2 separate regions of the Rattus norvegicus genome follow, and region 1 is linked to region 2. Evidence: chromatin contacts called from public Hi-C data. All regions are on one chromosome and are shown on one strand. Each heading gives the region's core, a stretch centred on a gene start, on an enhancer-like site or on the middle of the called end of the contact. The rest is flanking DNA. Distances are from core to core; before and after follow the strand shown. Region 1 holds the start of Zfp78 (zinc finger protein 78). Region 2 overlaps Usp29 (ubiquitin specific peptidase 29).

Evidence for each region. Hi-C and Micro-C count contacts between places; a contact is called where the count stands out from the background.
Region 1: a Hi-C map of the A7r5 cell line shows a contact between it and region 2, with 3 times the contacts expected there. The contact joins the promoter of Zfp78 here to the enhancer-like site in region 2. A contact is called at or near these places in 8 of 12 Hi-C or Micro-C datasets (the A7r5 cell line, Schwann cells, frontal cortex and 4 more).

What each region holds. Positions count from the first base shown.
Region 1 is chr1:76,556,136-76,559,818 of GRCr8, forward strand. Zfp78 (zinc finger protein 78) reads right to left here and starts at 1,850. Exons shown (of 5, transcript NM_001427789.1): 1 at 1,780-1,850. LOC134482884 (a long non-coding RNA gene) reads left to right here and starts at 1,534. Exons shown (of 2, transcript XR_010059559.1): 1 at 1,534-1,934.
Region 2 is chr1:75,928,231-75,931,704 of GRCr8, forward strand. The region is part of intron 3 of Usp29 (ubiquitin specific peptidase 29); the gene reads right to left. Among named protein-coding and RNA genes, the nearest start is that of Usp29, 30 kb to the right of the region's middle. Within about 2 kb of position 1,916, at least 7 of the 93 cell types and tissues checked have an H3K27ac peak or open chromatin away from gene starts, as enhancers often do. A contact at or near this core is called in the A7r5 cell line, where this site is marked.

The DNA.
Region 1 (3,683 bases), core at 600-3,099, 630 kb after region 2:
AGTCCATGTTCATCAGGGTAAGAGCATAGTGCCACACAGACATAGTTCTGGGGAAATAACTGAGAGCTCTGCATCCAGAGCCACAGGCAGCAGGAATCCCCAAAGCCCACCCCCAGTGAATCACTTCCTCCAATAAGGCCATACCTACTCCAACAAGACCACACCTTTTAATTCTTCTCAAGTAGTACCCTGATGACTAAGCATTCAAATATATGAGCCTATGTGGGCCATTCTTATTCAAACCACATTTCACTCCCTGGCCCACATAGGCTTATATCATAATGCAAAAATGCATTCAGTTCAACTTCAAAGGCCTTCATAGTCTATCACAGTCTCCACACTAAAGTCCAAAGTCGAAGTGTCTTCTGAGATTCATGCTTAACTCTAACCACTGCAGATAACATAACTTCCAACATACAATGCCAAACATTATTATTTCCAGACATGGGGCTGGAGAAATGACTCAGTGGCTCGGAGCACTGGATGTTCCTCTAGAGGATTAGGGTTCAATTACCCGAACCCACATGGCAGCTTACAACTTCCTGCAACTCCAGTTCCAGGAGATCCATCCATGGTACCAGGCATGCATTTGGTATATATATATATATATATATATATATATATATATATATATATATATATATATGTATATATGTATATATGTATATGTATATGTATATATGTATATGTATATGTATGTATATGCATATGTATATGTGTATATGTATATGTATGTATATATATGCAAATGCCCATACAAGTAAAATAGATAAATCTTTAAAAACACATTCCAAAAGGGAGGAAAAGGAGCACAGTGAGGAAATCAATACTGGATCAAAGAAAAGACCGAAAACAAGCAGGGCAAACTCTAAATTCTGCATCTCCATGTCAGTCAGATCTCCAAATCTTTTCACCTTTGTTGACCACTGTGTACTTCTCTCTCTCAGGCTGGTTCCATGCTTAGGATGCAGCTATCCCATGACTCTACCATCTTCAACATCTTGAAGTCTCCAACACAATCCAGTCTTCAAATTCCCAGCTTCACTCAACCGTCTCTCAAGATTTCTATGCAGGGATACCCCTGTCAGAAAGCTCTTTGAATCCTTTCCTTTTGAGTTTCTATGGCTGTGTAATTCACTTATCTGAGTGTGGGTTGCACCTGCCAGTAATCACAGACAGCATTTGAAAGATAGACTTAGGAAGATCAGGGTTTCAAAGTCATCTTCTACTTACATAAAGAGTTTGAGACTGCCTGGAGTATATGACACTCTGTCTCAAAACATCAACAAAAGGGCTGGCCTCTAGTGATCAATTTACCCTTCAGCCCCTCTCCTCTCCTCTCCTCAATGGGGTTTGGGACCGATCATCTAATCCCGTTTAGTGAAGCTACCTTGAGTCTGTCAGCCACCAATCAAGAGCGGTCAACAAGATCTTTATTACTTTGGAGATTCCAAGCATTTAAGTGTTGTAATGCAGATCACCAGAAGACAGACCTACCATACGTTTCACACTCCTCTCACATTCACAGCACTTAATTCTCTGAGAGACTTGTCTCCCTCTCTCACACTGAAAACTCACAACCCAGTCCGTTTCAAACACACGCCGGCCTGGCACACCCAAGCACAGACTTAGTTCCGGACGCCTGTCGTCTGAGCCCTCGCGCCCCCCAGATTCCACGCAACCGCCCGCCTACCTCCAGACAGAAAACACAGGGACCACGAGGATCTCCCCTCCCCGCAGCGCTCGGGCTCCTACTCCCTAACAAGAGCCTCAACTCACCCGCCAGCTACCTTATCCAGACGCTGTCAACCGAGGGACGCTGGGAGGTGTCATACAAGCTAAATGTGCGCAAGCGCAGCCTGTGCCAGCGACAACAGAAAAACCTAATCTGAGAAAGGCGGGGCTTAAGGGGCGTGTACTCGGCGAAGTCTGCGGTGAGAAACTGGTCTTACGGAGAACAGTTTCTTAGTCTGAGGGTGAAGGCAAGGCTAAGCAGAGAAGAGCAAGGATCTCAGAAGTTTATTGTGAGGGGCTGTACTTATTAGGGAAGGTTCCCAGCAGAATCTGGAGTAAGGGGCGGGGCTTGGTGGAGAAAGGGCGGACTCTCAGCGGAGTCCCTGGAGAGGGCTGTGCTAAACTGAGAAGGGGCGTGAGCTTATCAGTATTAGTGAGGGGCGGGGTTATCAAGTAGGGCGGGTTCTCAGCTGTCTGAGGTGAGGGCAGGGCTTGGGAGAGGGGCAGGTTCTCAGCCGAATCCGAGGTGAGGGCGGGGCTTAGGCAGTAGGGTTGGTACTGGCAGCCCGAGGTGAGGGCGGGGCTTGGGGGAAGGGGCGGTTCTCAGCAATCCGAAGTAAGTGGTGGGGCGAGTAGGGCGGTTCTTCGCTCAGTCTGAGGTGAGGGCGCGGCTAGGAGAAGGGGCTGGTTCTCAGAATCTAGATTGAGGGTGGGACTCAGTGGAGAAGGGCGGGTCCTCAGCAGAATATGAGGTAAGAGGCGGGGTTTGAGCCCAAAGAGCAGGGTCTCAGCGTAGTGTCTGGTAATGGAGGCGCTAAGCGGAAAAGGGGAGGATTCACAGCACTCTGAGGGGAGGGGCGGAGCTTAGCCAGTAAGGCGGTCCTCCTAGCAGTCCTAGAGAGAGCACCGGTTTGAAGGAGAAGGGGCGGGTTCTCAGACGAGTCAGAGGAAAAGGACAGGGCTCGAGGAGAAGGGCACAATTTAAGGCTGTTCTACTACAACAGGTGGCAGAAGGGATGAGAGCTGGGACAGTGTGTGGCTGAGTGCGTGATTATGCAGAAGTGTTGCCTAGGGTTCCTGGCCTTGTCGCTTAGGGCGACTCTTGCTCCAGCTCTTCATTAGGCTTCCCATCTTTCATGGAGACCAGCAATGTCTCTAGGTACCAGCTGCTGCGGATCCTCACACTATTCATCCATCAATCTCCTTGATGTCACTGTTCATTACTTAACTATGCTCGATCTTTATTGTTAGATTTTGAGACTCTGATTTTTTAGAGAGAGAGAAGATTTGAGGTGGTTAGCCCAGACTAACTTCTAAAATGGGTAAACAGCCAAAGATGACTCTGAACTCTTGATCTTTCCGAATCCATCTTCCAAATTGAGATTAAAGGTGTAAGCCTCCACGACTCCAGGCTTGGAATTTTGACCTTTGCAAGCTAAGCTTTGCCACAAGAACAGCCACTATTCTGTATCTGATTGTCTCCTCCCTCTCACTCATGTTCATCACCTCCGTGACCAGCAAACCAGCATATGTTTCACCTACAAAATGGAAATGTCATTATTAGTGTTGGAAGCAGCGAATGTGACAACGTCATAGGAACCAAAATACAACAGTCAGATTTTTTTCTGCCTTTTGCCAAACTAAAAAGTATCCCTGTTTTGAAGGATCAAGAAATCAATAGTTGTATTAAAAGCTGAAACAAATAAGACAAGGTCACTTGGGTGAAGAGAGGGGGGAAAAAGAAGCAAACATAATTCCCTGGCTTCTTAAATCTTAATTTCGACAGATACAGACCTGACAAGTAGGGGAGGGGCTATAAAGAAATATAAAGTAGGAAGGGTGTATCAGATATTTCCTAATTTCTTCAGATAACATTTCAACATCTTTGAAAACTTATTCCATAAAAGATATATCCTGGTTGTCATCAATTCAATCTTGATGCTACCTGG
Region 2 (3,474 bases), core at 666-3,165:
CAACTCAGCACATGTCTGTAGAGCCTGGAATGTATTTAAAATTACTTCAGGGGCTAAGGAGCTGGGCCAGGCCAGCAGGTGTTAGGGGAGATGTCTCAGGCTCAGTTTGGGAGCAGGCTGAGTTACATCTCCCCAGAGGCATTGAGTAGCCAGACCGTTCAGGGATGGGTAGAAAAAGGAAAAGCATCATCTCAGGACGACCCACACACACCACCACCACTACCACCACCACCAAGGCCAAGTTCTAAGCACAAAGGAGCAAGGCATAAGAGACAGAGACAGGAGACAGAGGGTGAGGAAGAAGGGAGAGGTTACAGGGATATTTGTCCTCAAGGGGAAAGGGACAAAGGACTGTCTCAGGATAGAGGGGAGACAGACGTGGCACATAGGAGAATGCTGGTTATAAAGGTAAAGAGGAACCCTGTGTTAGGAAGAGATGTTTAATTTTAATTGGGAACGTTAGTTAGGTGAGCCAAAGAGGGCTTGTGCTTGCTGGACTTCAACAGTTGATAGCTGGAGCTCGGTAGTCAGCCTGAGGAGGAAGAAGTGGCCGAAAAGGGAATAGACCTTGGGGGCTAGCTTGAGGAGTGCAGTCTAAGGGTTTTTTAGCAAGGCAGAGGAAGTGGGGGAGAAAGGCAAAGCCTGCCAGAGCCATGCTCACCACACTGGCCAGAGTCCCTTCAAATTGTGTCTGCACTCCTCCAGCTGCCCAAATCCCATGATGAGGCCCTTGTTCTTAGTCCCTCAGAAGGTAACTGAAGTCAGAAGTAGGGTTAGGGCCACATCTAGCATTCTGATGACCAGTAGATCAGAAGACAGAAATACACAAAGGGATGATGGATGACCCTGGGAGAATGGTGTGTGTGTCTAGCCTCTGAGCCAAGCAACTGCCATCTTGGGGACTTTGTCAGCCACCACCATGCTAAAGGGGCTCAACTGACAGGTTTTTCTTCTCAGAGAGGGGTGGGAAGGGTCACAAGACTCTCTCCAGAGTCTGTGACCTAGGGGAGGGGCTGGGGACCTTCATCTCAGCATCCACATCCTTGTAGGCAACCCCTCACCAACGCTCTGCAAGAAACTGGTGATATGTTGCCTTGGTTTGTCATTGGGACTTTTGGGGGACTGGTTGACATTGCTTATGTCTAATAGCTCTGAGGTGGTGGCCTTAAATTTTAGTACTTGGGAGGTAGGGATAGGTGGATCTCTGAGTTCAAGACCAGCCTGATCTACAGAGTGAGATTCAGGACAGCCTGGGATATACAGAGAAACCTGGTCTCAAAAAAGAAAAACAAGGCACTGTTTATGTTTAGGCCTGGGAGGGAAAGGTGTGGGTGTGGGTATATACTATACCCAGGGAACTTCTTTCATTTTGATGTTTTGTTTTGAGACTGGGTCTCACATAGTCTGGTCTGCCCTCGAACTCACTGTAGCTGAAAAATGACCTTGGATCTCTCTGTCTCTGTCTGTCTCTCTCTCTCCCTCCCTCTTTCCCTTCCTTCTTCCCTCCCTCCCTCCCTCCCTCTCTCTTTTTTGTTTTCTCTCTCTCTTTCTCTCTCTGTCTCTGTGCCTCTGTATCTCTCTGTGTGTCTCCCTGCCCGCCCCCCCTTCACCAAGGTTGGGTTAGGCCTTGTTAGGAATTGAACCCAGGGCTTTGCGCTTTCTAGCCATGAAATCTATCAAACGAGCCGCATTCCCGGCTCGTTTGACTTTTTAGAGAGGTTCTCATGTAACATAGGCTTCCCTAGAACTTGCTACATAGACCCCACCCCACCCCACCCCCGCCCCTCTCAATGCTGAGAGGCTACAAGTGTAATTCCGCATTGATCGAATGTTTGGAACATTCCATGGCCTTAAGGACGTTCATTAGAAATTGCGCTGAGCGGCCAACAGGTGGCGCTCGTAGGATATTGACTAAAACAGTTCGCACGACTAGGGTATCCGGCTTGTTAAACCGGGCTGCAGTTGCTCTAAAATATTTCAAACCATTTACCCTATAAGGACAAGGATGGATGAGCTTCGAGAAGAAGGCCGCCGGGGAGCAGACTGCATTGGCCAGCACAGCAACAGGGCCGGAGAAATCCCCGGTGTGGGGATTTGAGTTTACACCCTGGCTCCGTCTCATACTGGCCTGTGTGTCATTGGGTGGGGGTTTTTTGGCTTCCAGGCTTCCGTTTCTTCTTTTGCACGTTCATTCGGGTAGTGTAACAATTCAATTTAAAAATAATGTTACTTAGAAATTAGTAGGATTTGAAATGTTATCACCACGGAGAACTGATAGTTTTGTCAATAATTTGATTGACAATCATATCAGAGCATCCATGTTGTGTATTGTAAATGTTTATAATTTGTATAGTTCACCTTCACTTAAGAGTTGGAAGGAGGAATTAAAGGCCACCCTCTGGACGACTTGTGGAATTCCAGACCAGCCTATCCCTGTGGCTATGTGCGGGGACACACCCATTTACTCCTGGTAATAAAGCAGAGACAGGGGCTGGAGAGATGGCTCAGGGGTTAAGAGCAATGACTGCTCTTCCGGAGGTCCTGAGTTCAATCCCAGCAACCACATGGTGGCTCACAACCACCTGTAATGGGATCCGACGCCCTCTTCTGGTGTGTCTGAAGACAGCGACAGTGTACAAAAGAATAAATTAAAAAAAAAAAAGCAGAGGCAGGCAGTTCTCTTTGAGTTCAAGGTCTGTCTGATTTACATAATGGGTTCCAGGCTGGCTAGGATTAGGTGGTAAGACCTTGTCTCAAAACAAAACCCAAAACAACCAAACAAACAAATCAAGCTACATGAGACCTTACCTCAACAATGGAAAGGAAGCTATAGCTTGTGGCTGCAACACTTTCTCTGTACACAGGTCCTGTGCAGGAACCCAGACCTAGGAATTAAAGAAAAAGGAAGAAAAAGTTCACTGAGTTTCTCCAATGCAGGCAATCCTGCCAAATGCAGTGGACTTCAAACTCCATCCCCCCCCCCCCCCCCCCCCCCCGAGCTGAGGACCGAACCCAGGGCCTTGCACTTGCTAGGCAAGCGCTCTACCACTGAGCTAAATCCCCAACCCCAAACTCCATCTTCTAAGACTTGATGTTCCAATGGTGAGCAGATGGCAAGACAGATCAGGTGTGTATGCTGGGGTTGAGCACTAAAGAACTCAGTGCTCCGTGCCAGGCACCAGGAGACTCCCGTGAAGGTTTACAGTTTGTGTGAACTGATCTGAGGAAGGGTTTTGTTTTGTTTTTGAGACAGGGTTTCTCTGTGTAGCTCTGGCTGGCCTGGAACTCCCTGTGTAGATCAGGCTGGCCTGGAACTTACAGAAATCTGCCTGCCTCTACCTCCCGTTGTTTTTGTTTGTTTCATTTTAGCCAGATTTCATTCTAGATTTGAGGTTGTAGGCAGGCATGGACTATGTAAAACCATGTATTTTTTTTTAAATCCCAAATAGCTGGGCATGGTGGTACAAGCTACAC